Regions from separate parts of the Nomascus leucogenys genome. Here region 2 is linked to region 1. The links are chromatin contacts, called in public Hi-C maps. All regions are on one chromosome and are shown on one strand. Each heading gives the region's core, a stretch centred on a gene start, on an enhancer-like site or on the middle of the called end of the contact. The rest is flanking DNA. Distances are from core to core; before and after follow the strand shown.

Evidence for each region. Hi-C and Micro-C count contacts between places; a contact is called where the count stands out from the background.
Region 2: a contact with region 1 is called in a Hi-C map of a lymphoblastoid cell line, with 2.3 times the contacts expected there. The contact joins the enhancer-like site here to the promoter of DDT in region 1. A contact is called at or near these places in 2 of 4 Hi-C or Micro-C datasets (a lymphoblastoid cell line and an unstated tissue).

Annotation. Positions count from the first base shown.
Region 1 is chr7b:50,906,421-50,913,606 of Asia_NLE_v1, reverse strand. DDT (D-dopachrome decarboxylase) reads left to right here and starts at 4,526. Exons shown (of 4, transcript XM_030815973.1): 1 at 4,526-4,702; 2 at 5,065-5,240. The coding sequence starts at 4,595. It also overlaps the pseudogene LOC115835863.
Region 2 is chr7b:50,957,701-50,964,886 of Asia_NLE_v1, reverse strand. It overlaps LOC115835864 (glutathione S-transferase theta-3-like), which reads right to left. Exons shown (of 5, transcript XM_030815170.1): 4 at 6,883-7,033; 5 at 6,628-6,651. The coding sequence ends at 6,628. It overlaps LOC100582253 (glutathione S-transferase theta-1), which reads left to right. Exons shown (of 5, transcript XM_012508050.2): 4 at 393-569; 5 at 774-1,337. The coding sequence ends at 968. It also overlaps the pseudogene LOC100581919. Among named protein-coding and RNA genes, the nearest start is that of CABIN1, 35 kb to the left of the region's middle. Within about 2 kb of position 4,761, the one cell type or tissue checked has an H3K27ac peak away from gene starts, as active enhancers do. A contact at or near this core is called in a lymphoblastoid cell line, where this site is marked.

The DNA.
Region 1 (7,186 bases), core at 3,277-5,776:
AAAACCAATACATATACAAGGATACTTTGTGGAAGAAAAAATGGATTAAACTTAAGCAAAAAACTGGGAAGGATCTTGGTAAAAGATATGTCAGAAGGAAGTAATGTTCTTTAAGATGTTCTTAGAAACCCATCGGACAGGTGGGGTGTGGTGGTTCACGCCTGTAATCCCTGAACTTTGGGAGGCAGAGGTGGGCAGATCATTGAGGTCGGGAGCTTGAGACCAGCCTGGGCAACACGGTGAAACCCCGTCTCTACTAAAAATACAAAAATTAGCTGGGTGCGGTGGCACACTCGGGAGGCTGAGACAGGAGAATCACTTGAACCTTGGAGGCAGAGGTTGCAGTGAGCTGAGATCACACCACTGCACTCCAGCCGGGCCACTGAGCGAGACTGTCTCAAAACAAACAAACGAACAAACAAAAAGAGGAGAAACTCATGAGACGAAGAGACAGGAAAAAAATGAGCAAAGGAAATCAGCAGAGGTTTCATTGAAGGACAAAGAGAAATGGTCAATACATGGATGAAAACATGTTTAACTTCAGTAATAATCAAGTAAGCACACACCAACACAACATGCACATACTGTTTTTATTTATCAAAGGTGCACATGTTTTTGAAATGAGTACTCCTAATTAACATGTACAGAGCACTTACCCAGTGCCCAGCATGGGGGTGGCACCCTGTGTGTGAGAGAGCATGAAACAGGTAGACACGCGCCCTGCTGAAAGTAAGGGACCGCCTCTCTGGAGAATCCACTGGGCAATAAGGAGGTTTCCACACCTTAACTGTGTCTGCCTTGACCTCTGGGGCCTGGGAGCAGAGCCCCCTCCAGCTGGTGGGGAAGGAAGCGTGGTGTGTTTGAGGACAGAATGGAGAGAAGCTGAGTAGAGCGAGTGTAGACTCTTCCTATCCAAAGTGTGGTCAGTGGACTGGGAGTATCAGTGTCACCAGGAGCTTGTTGGAAATGCAGAGGCTCAGGCCCCACTTGACCTTACCGATTGAGAGCACAAACTGTAACCAGATTCCAGGGAGGATTCATACACACATTCCCATTTGATAAGTGGGGGGTAGTAGGAGGCGAGGTGAAATGTGGGCAGGGGATGGCTACTGCACTGGAGAAGGCTGGCTTTGTGTTGAGGCCTTTCTCATGAGGGCAGTGGGGAGCCATGGAAGGCTTTATGCCAGGGAGAGTATGGGCAGATTGAGAATGCAGAAAGATCCCACTGGTTGCCTTGTGTGAAGACCCAGGGAGAAGGGGAGGCTGTCCCTGTTTGAGTAGGAGATGAGGGCTACTGGTGGCTGTAAGTGGAAAGAAGTGAGCAGGGGTGAGCAGAAATCCCAAGGACTGGTGGTGATAGGATGAGGGTGGGAACCAGGATGGGCTTTGGGCAGACCCTGACCCCTCTCTCTGCCTGTCGGCCCACCAGATAATAATCCCTGTGTTCCTGGGTGAGTCAGTGCCACCAGAGATGTTGGCGGCCACTTTGGCTGAGCTGGATGGATGCCTGCAGCTGCCTGAGGACAAGTTCCTGCGGGACCAGGCCTTCCTTACTGGGTCCCATATCTCTGTGGCTGACTTGGTGGCAATCACGGAGCTGATGCATGAGAATGCCATGGGGTGGGGTGGCCCGCTGGGCAGTGGTGTATCCGGGAAGGGAGCTGACATCCCACCTCATGTTGTCTTTTCTGGCTGTGGGACCCTGTGTGAGTCACTTCTCCTTCTGAGCCTCAGTGTCCTCATCTATAAAATGGGGCTGTACAAACCCCTCACCGCAGCTGTATTAAGAGGCTTCCAAGTGTCCCCAGGGATGGGGACATCCTAGCCCATCACACACATGGTGGAGGAGAGAAAATCCAATCAGAGAACCCCTAAAGCAGGTCATGCTGCCTTACACTTGGCTATGCCCAGCCCCTCCGCTGACTCTGTCTTCCCCTAGCCCATCAGTGCTGGCTGCTGAGTCTTTGAAAGCAGACCCACGATGGCAGCATGGCGCCCAACACGTGGAGGCTGCAGTGGGGGAGGACCTCTTCCAGGAGGCCCTCGCGGCTGTCCTGAAGGCCAAGGACCTGCCTCCAGTAGAACCTGCTGTTAAAGAGAATCTGAAGACCTTAATGCAGCTTTTCTTGCTGTGAGTGCATGTCCCAGACTTGCTGAGCCACTGAGGGGATGCTATGTTGGTAGAATAAAGACATGGAGCTATCTGTCTCCTTGGTTATCTGCAAAGGCTCTGGTCCACAGTTCCTCCAGATATCATGCCTGCATTCCTTTTGTCTCCTACCCCATTCCATTCTAGCTTCCATGTGACCTCTGAAAACAGCTTTGGCAAACACTTACTTGACCCTGTCCTTCTGTGTGGAACTTTCTATGGTTCCTCACTGCCCAGAAGCTAAAGTACAAGTCATTGAACTTTGCATTCAAGGCCTTGCTCCCACTCCTCCAGGTGGCCCCTTCTGCCTGCACACTCTTATACCCCTCTCCGGGCTCCCACCTTGGCCTCTTGGCCTCTGCTCATGCTGTTCCCTCCTCATCTTCTTCGCCTGGTGACCTTCCTGGTCTTTTGGCATTTGGCACCCTGTCTCTTCTCCAGGGAGACTTCCCTGACCTCCCCAGCCTCAGTCCAGGTCAGGTGACCTCTCCGGGCTCGTCAGCCCCAGTGTTTCCTTGCGGGGGATACCCCCGGACTGAGCATGTATCATAGATGAGGGGTGACCTGGTGGAAAGATGTCTGAATCAGGATCAGCCTTGGTCTCCTGGTCTCTCTCCTCACTGTGGGGCGATGTTGTGTCCCACAAGTGGGGTGCAGGGCTGGTTCATGAACCTCCTTGCAGGAAGGGAAGTCCCTCATTATTTCCTGGCCCTCTCCCATACCTCCTCCTAACATTGACCACAGTCTTCTCTACACCCCACTCCTTGACCACTGGCTTGTCCACGCCCCACACCTGGTCCCAGACTTGCCACCGGTCCCTGCCCTCTCCCCTTAGGACTGTCATATTTTCCTGTCGTGTGTCTCAGATCTTCTGATATCTGAGTCATCTAATAAACTGCTAATAGCACAAGATCATGACAGACAGAGGCTCTGTCGGCCTTTTCAGTGGAGGCTCCTTTAAGTATGCACACTTATAGAGAATTTTATACATGTAGTTGAAATTGTACATATAAACGTACAAATTTTTCCTATCTCTTTTGCGGGGGAGGGGGGAGCCTGGGTCTCACTCTGTCATCTGGCGTGGAGTGCAGTGGCACAGTCATAGCTCACTGCAGCCTAGATCTCCTGCACTCAAGCAATCCTCCTGCCTCAGCCGCCCAGGTAGCTAGGACTACAGGCACACACCACAGCACCCAGATTTTTTTTTTTTTTTTTTTTTTGTAGAAAACAAAGAAGAGAATCTTGCTATGTTGCCTAGCCTGATCTTGAACTCCTGGGCTCACACAATCCTCCCTTCTTAGCCTCCCAAAGTGCTGAGATTACAGGTGTAAGCCACATTGCTTGACCACAACTTCAATCATATTTGAAATGTACAATTCAAGTGATTTTGCCACACCGACCACAGACTCATGTTTAAGCCACACCAACAGAGTTCCATGCTTTTTGGTGTTTTTTTTGAGATGGAATCTCGCTCTGTCGCCCAGGCTGGAGTGCAATGGCGTGATCTCGGCTCACTGCAACCTCCGCCTACCCGGTTCAAGCGATTCTCCTGCCTCAGCCTCCCGAGCAGCTGGGATTACAGGACCCGCCACTATGCCCTGCTAATTTTTGTATCTTTAGTAGAGACGGGGTTTCGCCATGTTGGCCAGGCTGGTCTCGAACTCCTGACCTCAGGTGATCCGCCCGCCTGGACCTCGCTAAGTGCTGGGATTACAGGCGTGAGCTACCGTGCCAAGCCTTTCCATGTTTTAAATAACATATTTTGCCATCCCCTGGTGGACAGTGGCTCACCACCGGCACAAGAGGCTACACAGGCAGATGTCAGTGGCGACCAGGCAGGGACAGGTATTGTCGTGAGCCCAAGGGCCCTGCCTAGCCCTACCCGCGCCCCCACGAGTAACCACATCTCCTGACTGCCCAAGCGCAGATTTCCATACTGAACATGAAATTGCCTGACTTCGAAATGGTGGCAAATCATTCAAAAACCTTTTAAGCTCCCGTTGTATTGGTTATTAGGGTCGAGCCTGGGGAAGACCCCCATAGGTGTGTGTGTGTCCTTGTTGTGTTAGGGGTGTTCAGACCTCTAATAGGGCTAGGAACCAGGCGACCATAGCGCTGCAAGCTTGAGAGGGAAATCCACCTGGCGCCAGGCAGGAAGGTCGGGGAAGAGACTGGGTGGGGCCACTACCGGGTTAAAGACCTGTAGTGGGTGGGGCTACACGTAGGGCGGAGACGATGGGACTTCCGGAAATCAGAGCCGGCACACGTGACTTTTGTTTGCAGAAGCGGGATGTACCCTGGGCAGCCAATCGGGGAGCGCCGAGTCTCTGTCCAGCCAATGAGAAGCCAGGTGGCTGTGGCGCCTCGCCGCTCCTCCCTGGTCCGCGAGCCTTCGGTACCCCCAGCTTTTTTTCCGCCAGAGCTGTTTCCGTTCCTCTGCCCGCCATGCCGTTCCTAGAGCTGGACACGAATTTGCCCGCCAACCGAGTGCCCGCGGGGCTGGAGAAACGACTCTGCGCCGCCGCTGCCTCCATCCTGGGCAAACCTGCGGACGTGAGCGTGGGCCGGGCAGCAAGGGGCGAGGGGAGGTTGGTGGGCCAGGGGTCCGGCCGTCCCTGCTCCGCCTCCCCGACAGTGACCCCGAATCTTTTCCCCAGGGACCACTCTCCACTCCTTTCCTCACGCCAAGCTCTGACTTTCCGTGCTCCACGATCCCGCGGCTCCCCCTCCGCATGTCTTTCCCTTGTCGCCCTCCCCAGTCATGACCCGGACGTGACCTTCAGGGACCTCGGCCTGTACCGGGATCCCTGTCCCCGCGAACACTGCGCGTTTCGGCTTTCACGCGCTCGGGTCCGGTCCCCAGAGGTAGCCCGGCCGGCTCCAGCTTCGGGCAAAACTTTTCATGTCTCCCTCAGCGCGTGAACGTGACGGTACGGCCGGGCCTGGCCATGGCGCTGAACGGGTCCACCGAGCCCTGCGCGCAGCTGTCCGTCTCCTCCATCGGCGTAGTGGGCACCGCCGAGGACAACCGCAGCCACAGCGCCCACTTCTTTGAGTTTCTCACCAAGGAGCTAGCCCTGGGCCAGGACCGGTGCGTAGGGGTAGCAGGTGATCCATGTGGGACTGCCGCAGACTGGAGCCAGTGATCCTGCCTCAGGGGAAAAAACCCATTTCTTGCCCTGCCCAGTAAGGACACATCAGGGTCTGGGGCTTTGGGGCTTCCTGACCCCTTAGGTTCCTGCTGTTAGGACCATCTTCAAAGTGCGAGCAGGATTGAATGAATTTCTGGCTCTGCTCCTCAGCGTGTAAGTCTGTGAACCCGGAAGACTCCCTTTTAACATCCCCCGGGGCAGTGCAAGGGTCATGTGGGATTGTCTGTGTGCTGTACCTGCTTTGGCACCTGACAGGGTGGGTACACGTGGCTGAAGTGTGATTTTCTAGAACTTTGCCAGGCTGGTCAGAAGGAATTCTGGGTATGTTCTAAAGTTACGTATTTTGGACCTATGTCCCAACCAGGTTCCAGGTGAGGTTCACGGGAGACTCACAGAGTAGTGAAAGAGCACTGGCCTGGATGTCTAGACATCTGCTTTCTGGGTCCTGCATAGCTGGGGGACCCCAGACAAACTTGGAAATGAACCATCTCCAGTTGGCAACCTTCTCTTCTGTGAAAACAGGGGAAAAGACCTCCCTCCCCCACAAGAAGACTCTACAACCCAAACCTGGCGTTCTGTGACCGAGTTAAAGTTTCCTCTTGGGTAAAAGATATTCTTGAGCCACATCCATGCCTAGGAGGAAGTAAGGGCATGAGAAGCTTGAAAAGGACACTGTCCAGGCATGGTGGCACTCATGCCTGTAATCCCAGCACTTTGGGAGACCAAGGCGGGAGGTCCATTTGAACCAGGAGTTGCAGACCAGTCTGGGTAACATAGTGAGATGCCATCCCTCAAAACAGTTTTAAAAATTAACCAGACATGGTGATGTGCACCTGTAGTCTCACTTAGTTGGCAGGCTGAATTGGAAGAGGGTTTCAGCCCAGGAGGTTGAGGCTGCAGTGAGCTATGATTGCGCATTGCACCCCAGCCTGGGTGGCAGTGAGACCTTGGCTCAGAAAAAAAGACCTTCTGAAATGGAGCCTTTGCTAGTCCATGAAGGCCGATGAGGAATGGCTGATCCTGCTGGGTCCTCCCTCAAGCTACAGAGGAATAATACAGTCAGCCCCCTGTGTCACTGGGTTCCACATCTGTTGATTCAAACAACCATGGATTGAAATATCAGAGGAAAAAAAACGATAGTTGCATCTATACTGAAAATATGTACAGACTTTTTTCCTTGTCATTATTCTCTAAACAATACAACTATTTCCATAGTATGTACATTATATTAGGTATTATAAGTAACCCAGAGATTATTTAAAGTATATGAGAGGATGTGTGTAGTTTATATGCAAATATTACACCATTTTATGTAAGGGACTTGAGCAAATGTAGATTCTGGTTTCCTCTGGGGATCCTAGAACAAATCTCCCACGGATACTGAGGGAAAACTGTTACTCTAACAACAAGTGTTATACAAGTGCTTACCATGTGCTAGGTACTCTACAGGTACTTTACACTCATGATCCCATTTGATCCTTACAATCCCTGTCCACTCTCCCTTTGCGCAGACAAGACATGCTATCCCCATGAGGTAGATAATCTCCATTATGCCAATTTTATGATGACAAGACTGACGCTGTTCATATTCCCGACGCCCCCAGCCAGGCTATCCCAAGTTCTGGTGTTCCTCACTGGAAACTTGCTGTTACCTCTGACAGGGGCATGTTCACTTATGGCACAGACATTAGTGGCGGGGTTGGTGGGGCGGGGGGTCACCCTGTGCTCAGCCTTTGAGAAAACAGGTGGCTGAGGTACTGTGCCCTTAGGGAGCCTGCAATTAGGAGGCAGGGTGCCCCTCAGTACACAAACTGATGGAGATGATAGAGTGTACGGCACACACACCGAGGCTACCGTATTGTGTGTCTGTCCTAGCTGGGTCATG
Region 2 (7,186 bases), core at 3,512-6,011, 51 kb before region 1:
AAAAAAAAAAAAAAATCCCAGCACTTTGGGAGGCCGAGGCAGGCAGATCACAAGGTCAGGAGATTGAGACCATCTTGGCTAACACGGTGAAACCCCGTCTCTACTAAAAATACAAAAAAAATTAGCCAGGCGTGGTGGTGGGCGCCTGTAGTCCCAGCTAATTGGGAGGCTGAGGCAGGAGAATGGCGTGAACCCAGGAGGCGGAGCTTGCAGTGAGCCAAGATCGCCCCACTGCACTCCAGCCTGGGCGACAGAGCAAGACTCAGTCTCAAAAAAAAAAGAAAAAAGAAAAGAAAAGAAAAGATGCTCAGCATCACTAATCATTAGGGAAATGCAAATCAAAACTAACTCCCTACCCCACTAACTCTCGACCTTGCCTGCCCAATCCCCAGATGATGTTCCCTGTTTTCCTGGGTGAGCCAGTATCTCCCCAGACACTGGCAGCCACCCTGGCAGAGTTGGATGTGACCCTGCAGTTGCTCCAGGACAAGTTCCTCCAGAACAAGGCCTTCCTTACTGGTCCTCACATCTCCTTAGCTGACCTCGTAGCCATCACAGAGCTGATGCATGTGAGTGCTGTGGGCAGGTGTACCCACTAGGCAGGGGGCCCTGGCTAGTTGCTGAAGTCCTGCTTATGCTGCCACACCGGGCTATGGCACTGTGCTTAAGTGTGTGTGCAAACCCCTCCTGGAGATCTGTGGTCCCCAAATCAGATGCTGCCCATCCCTACCCTCACAACCATCCATCCCCATTCTGTCCCCTTTTCCCCACAGCCCGTGGGTGCTGGCTGCCAAGTCTTCGAAGGCCGACCCAAGCTGGCCACATGGCGGCAGCGCGTGGAGGCAGCAGTGGGGGAGGACCTCTTCCGGGAGGCCCATGAGGTCATTCTGAAGGCCAAGGACTTCCCACCTGCAGACCCCACCATAAAGCAGAAGCTGATGCCCTGGGTGCTGGCCATGATCCGGTGAGCTGGGAAACCTCACCCTTGCACTGTCCTCAGCAGTCCACAAAGCATTTTCATTTCTTTTCTCGTGATCCGCCCGCCTTGGCCTCCCAAAGTGCTGGAATTACAGGCTTGAGCTACCGCGCCCGGCCGGCATTTTCATTTCTAATGGCCCATGGGAGCCAGGCCCAGAAAGCAGGAATGGCTTGCCTAAGACTTGCCCAAGTCCCAGAGCGCCTCACCTCCCGAAGCCACCATCCCTACCCTGTCTTCCACAGCCACCTGAAAGCCACAATGAGAATGATGCACACTGAGGCCTTGTGTCTTTTAATCCCTGCATTTCATTTTCATTTTGGATAATAAACCTGGGCTCAGCCTGAGCCTCTGCTTCTAACTCTAATGTGTGATTTATTTGACTTTCCTCTGTCCCAGACCTGGTCATGGTCTCTATCCAAAAGACAATCCCCCTTCCCAGGCCGTGTGGGTCAGCTTCTCCCTGATGTTTGCCAAGAGTGAAATTAATAAATGTGGCTAAGGCCAGGTGCGGTGGCTAAGGCCAGGTGCGGTGGCTCACGCCTGTAATCCCAGCACTTTGGGAGGCCGAGGCAGGGGGATCACGAGGTCAGGAGATGGAGACCATCCTGGCTAACATGGTGAAACCCCGTCTCTACTAAAAATACAAAAAATTAGCCAGGTGTGGTGGTGGGTGCCTGTAGTCCCAGCTACTCGGGAGGCTGAGGCAGGAGAATGGCATGAACCCGGGAGGCGGACCTTGCAATGAGCCGAGATCGCGCCACTGCACTCCAGCCTGGGCGACAGAGTGAGACTCTGTCTCAAAAAAAAAAAAAAAAAAAAAAAAAAATGTGGCTGAGTGTGGTAGCTCATGCTTATTATAATCCTAGTACTTTGAGAGGTCCACGTTGGGGGGATTGCTTGAGTCCAGGAGTTCAAAACAATTTTTTTTTTTTGAGACAGTGTCTTGCTCTGTTGCCCAGGCTGGACTGCAATGGCATGATCACAGCTTACTGCAACCTCCGCCTCCCAGGTTCAAGCGATTCTCCTGCCTCAGTCTGCCCAGAAGCTGGGATTATAGGCACGCACTACCACACCTGGCTAATTTTTGTATTTTTAGTAGAAACAGGGTTTCACCGTGTTGGCCAGGCTGGTGTCAAACTCTGTACCTCAACTGATCTGCACACCTCCACCTCCGAAAGTGCTGGGATTACAGGCGTGAGCCACTGTGCCTGGCTCCCCCAAAAAATATTTTTTCAGAGATGGGGTCTCACTCTGTTGCCCAGGCTGGAGTGCAGTGACACAGTCATGGCTCACTGCAGCCTTGACATCCCAGGCTCAAGCAATATTCCCACCTCAGCCTCCTAAGAAGCTGAGACAACAGGTGCACCCCACCACACCCAGCTAATTTCTTTTTTATTTTTGTAGAGACAGGGTCTTGCCATGTTGCCCAGGCTAGCCCTGCACTCCTGTGCTCAAGCCTCTACCTCACAAAGTGCTGGGATTACAGGTGCCAAGCCACCGCATGCAGCCAAAAGAAATTTTTTTTTTTAATTAGTCAGGCATGGTGGTGCATGCCTGTAGTTCTAGCTACTCGGGAGGCTGAGGTGGGAGGATTGCTTGAGCCCAGGAGTTCGACGCTGCAGTGAGCTCTGATTGAGCCATAGCACTCCAGCCTGGGGCAACAGAACAAGATCCTGTCTCTAAAAATACACAAAGAAACCCAAAACAAAACATTTCCTGTAGCCTTCTAATTACCAGAGAAAGTAGTTTATCTGACCGCTCAGGGCCCAGCAGCATCCCACATTTGTTGGCTGTAGGCATGGTGACCCAATAGTCGGCTGAGTTAGCCTCTCAGGACATGACCCTTACTGGTTTTTCGGTGTGTGTGTGTGTGTGTGTGTGTGTGTGTTTTTTTTTTTTTTTTTTTTTTTTTTGAGGAGTTTTGCTCTTGTTGCCCAGGCTGGAGTTCAGTGGTGCAATCTCGGCTCACCACAACCTCTGCCTCCCGGGTTAAAGTGATTCTCCTGCCTCAGCCTTCTGAGTAGCTGGGATTACAGGCATGCACCACCACGCCCAGCTAATTTTGTATTTGTAGTAGAGACAGGGTTTCTCCATGTTGGTCAGGCTGGTCTCGAACTCCCAACCACAGGTGATCTGCCTTCCTCGGCCTCCCAAAGTACTGGAATTACAGGCATAAGCCACTGGACTCTTATTGTTTTTGTTTTGTTTTGTTTTGCTTGTTTTTTGGTATTTTTTTGAGACAGAGTCTCGCTTTGTCGCCCGGGCTGGAGTGCAGTAGCGCAATCTCGGCTCACTGCAAGTTCCGCCTCCCGGGTTCACGCCATTCTCCTGCCTCTGCCTCCCTAGTAGCTGGGACTACAGGCGCCCACCACCACGTCCGGCTAGTTTTTTGTATTTTTAGTAGAGACGGAGTTTCACCGTGTTAGGATGGTCTCCATCTCCTGACCTCATGATCCGCCCGCCTCGGCCTCCCAAAGTGCTGGGATTACGGACGTGAGCCACCACGCCCGGCCTGACTCTTACTGTTAATCACTAGTTTTGCATTTCTCTTGAGGAACTGGTCAGGAGAAAACCTAGACAGCAGCTCTCCTGGTCAAGATCCAGTCATTCAGAAGCCTAAATGGCATGCCTAGGTGCTTGGCTTTAAACTGTTAGCAGGAATGGAGTGCTCTGATTGTTTTAGAATAATATTCCGGGCCTACTACCCCGGCGCACCGGTCCTGGCCCAGGGCTAGCTCCTTGGTGAGAAACTCAAAGAAGTGGGCCCTGTGGCTGCGGTTGTCCTCGGCGGTGCCCACTACGCCGATGGAGATGGACAGCTGCGCGCAGGGCTCGGTGGACCCGCTCAGCGCCATGGCCAGGCCCGGCCGTATCGTCACGTTCACGCGCTGAGGGGAACATGAAAAGTTTTACCCGAAGCTGGAGCCGGTCGGGCTACCTCTGGGGTCCCGACCCGAGCGCGCGAAAGCCGAAACGCGCAGTGTTCGCGGGTACAGGGATCCCGGTACAGGCCGAGGTCCCTGAAGGTCACGTCCGGGTCATGACTGGGGAGGGCGACAAGGGAAAGACGTGCGGAGGGGGAGCCGCGGGATCGTGGAGCACGGAAAGTCAGAGCTTGGCGTGCGGAATGGGGTGGGGGGTGGGGGGTGGTCCCTGGAGAAAGGGGTCGGGGTTGCTGGTGGGGAGATGGAGCAGGGACAGGGCCGGACCCCTGGCCCACCAACTTCCCCTCGCCCCGTGCTGCCCGGCCCAGGCTCACGTCCGCAGATTTGCCCAAGATGGAGGCAGCGGCGGCGCACAGCCGTTTCTCCAGCCCCGCGGGCACTCAGTTGGCGGGCAAATTCGTGTGCAGCTCTAGGAACGGCATGGCGGGCAGAAGAACGGAAACAGCTCTGGCAGAGAAAAAGCGCTGGGTACCCGAGGATCGCGGACCGGGAAGGAGGGGCGAGGTGCTAAAACAAACTGGCTTCTCATTGGCTGGACAGAGACTCAGCGCTCCCCGATTGGCTGCCTAGGGTACCTTCCCACTTCTGCAAACAAAAGTCACGTGTGCCGGCTCTGATTTCCGGTAATCCCGTCGTCTCCGCCCTACGTGTAGCCCCACCCACTACAAGTTTTTAACTGGGTAGTGGCCCCAGCCTGTCTCTTCCCTCATCCTCCTGCCTGGCGTCTGGTGGGTTTCCCTCTCCTCAAGCTTTCCGTGCTGTGGTCGCCTGGTTCCTAGCCCTATTAAAGGTCTGAACACCCCTAACACACAGACACACACACACCAGTAGGGGTCTTCCCCAAGTTCGACCCTAATAACCAATGCAACGTGAGTTTAAAATTTTTTTTAATGATTTGTCACCATTTCGAAGTCGGGCAATTTCATGTTCAGTATGGAAATCTGCGCTTCTCTTGGGCAGTCAGGAGATGTGGTTACACGTTGCGGACGCGGGTGGGGCTGGGCAGGGACCGTTGGGTTCACGACATTTCCCGTCCCCGCCTGGTCCCCATTGACTGCCTATGTAGCTTGTGCCGGTGGTGAGCCACTGTCCACCAGGGGGTGGCAAAATATGTTATTTAAAACATGGAAATCTCTTGGTATGGCTTAAACATGAGTCTGTGGTTATTGTGGCAAAATCACTTGAATTGTACATTTTAAATATGATTGAAATTGTGGTCAGGCAAAGTGGCTGACATCTGTAATCTCAGCACTTTGGGAGGCCAAGAAGGGAGGATTGCTTGAGCCCAGGAGTTCAAGACCAGGCTAGGCAACATAGCAAGATTCCCTTCTTTATTTTCTCCAAAAAAAAAAAAAAAAAAATCCCAGTGTTGTGGTGTGCGCCTGTAGTTCTAGCTACCTGGGCGGTTGAGGCAGGAGGATCGCTTGAGCCCAGGAGATCTAGGCTGCAGTGAGCTATGACTCATTTTTTTCCTGTCTCTTTGTCTGATGGGTTTCTCTTATTTTTCTTTGTTTTTGAGACAGTCTCGCTCTAAGTGGAGCTTGAGTGCAGTGGTATGATCTCAGCTCACTGCAACCTCCATCTCCCAGGTTCAAGTGATTCTCCTGTCTCAGCCTCCTGAGTGTGCCACCGCACCCAACTAATTTTTGTATTTTTAATATAGACGGGGTTTCATCATGTTGCCCAGGCTGCTCTCAAACTCCTGACCTCAAGTGATCTGCCCACCTTGACCTCCCAAAATGCTGGGATTACAGGGGTGAGCCACCATACCAGGCCTGTCTTAAGGGTTTCTAAGAGCACCTTAAAGAACATTACTAGGCCGGGCGTGGTGGCTCACGCTTGTAATCCCAGCACTTTGGGAGGCCGAGGCGGGCGGATCATGAGGTCAGGAGATCGAGACCACGGTGAAACCCCGTCTCTACTAAAAATACAAAAAAATTAGCCGGGCGTGGTGGCGGGCGCCTGTAGTCCCAGCTACTCGGAGAGGCTGAGGCAGGAGAATGGCGTGAACCCGGGAGGTGGAGGTTGCAGTGAGCCGAGATTTCGCCACTGCACTCCAGCCTGGGAGACAGAGCGAGACTCCGTCTCAAAAAAAAAAAAAAAAGAACGTTACTTCTTTCTGACATGTTTTTCACCAAGATCCTTCCCGGTTTTTTGCTTATTTTATGTTTAATCCATTTTTTCTTACACAACATGTCCTTGTATATGTTTTTTTGTTTGTTTATTTTTTTGAGACAGAGTTTTGCTCTTGTTGCCGAGGCTGGAGTTCAATGGCGTGATCTCAGCTGACTGCAATCTCCGCCTCCGAGATTCAAGCAATTCTCCTGACTCAGCCTCCCAAGTAGCTGGGATTACAGGCATGCGACACCAGACCCGGCTAATTTTGTATTTTTAGTAGAGACGGGGTTTCTCCATGTTGGTCCGGCTGGTCTCAAACTCCCGATCTCAGGTGATCTGCCCGCCTCGGCCTCCCAAAGTGCTGGAATTACAGGTGTGAGCTACCACAGCTGGCATGTACTGGTTGTTTCTCTGTTGAGTTCTCCCACTGTTCTCAGGGTTAGAAAGTCCTTTCATACCGAGACATCGGACAAACATTTATTGAAATGTCTCCTCACTTCTTCCTAGTTTGACTTTTTTCACTTCATACCTCTCCATCTAGGAATTACGTCTGTAGCAAAGTGAGGGTTTGTTTGTTTTCTCCCCTCAAAGGCAAGACTCCCAGGCAACCTAGAGTATGCAGAAGAGTATAGGATTAACTGCTCATAGCTCTGGAATTAAGGCACATTAGGGGAATCATTCCTTGGCTCTGGTCCTTGGTTTCCCCTCTATGAAACAAGTTGGATGAATTAGGCAGTCTCTGGCATTCCAGGATTTGGTCTCAGGTCTAAACAGGATTTTGTAAAGTGAAAGCAGCATCCCTTGGCATCTTGGGAGGTGTCCCTGCCCTCCATGGCTCGCCTTCTGCCACATGACCCAGCAGCAGCTACTCTGCAGGGCCATGTGCTGCCATGACAGGTACTCATCCCCACAGGCGCGGGCCTGCAGGTCCTGGGGGTACCAGTGGTCAGGCGCTTTGTACATGCAGTTCATACACAGCAAGATAGCCACACTGGGGGGACATGGTGGGGGCAGAAGACATGCCTTGAACACTTCAGCCATTTTCTAGGGCATTTTCACTGTCCCCATGATGCAGAGGAGGGATGTGAGGCTCAGAGAGGTAAGTTAACTGCCCAGGGTCACACAGCCCTACACGGGGCCAGAC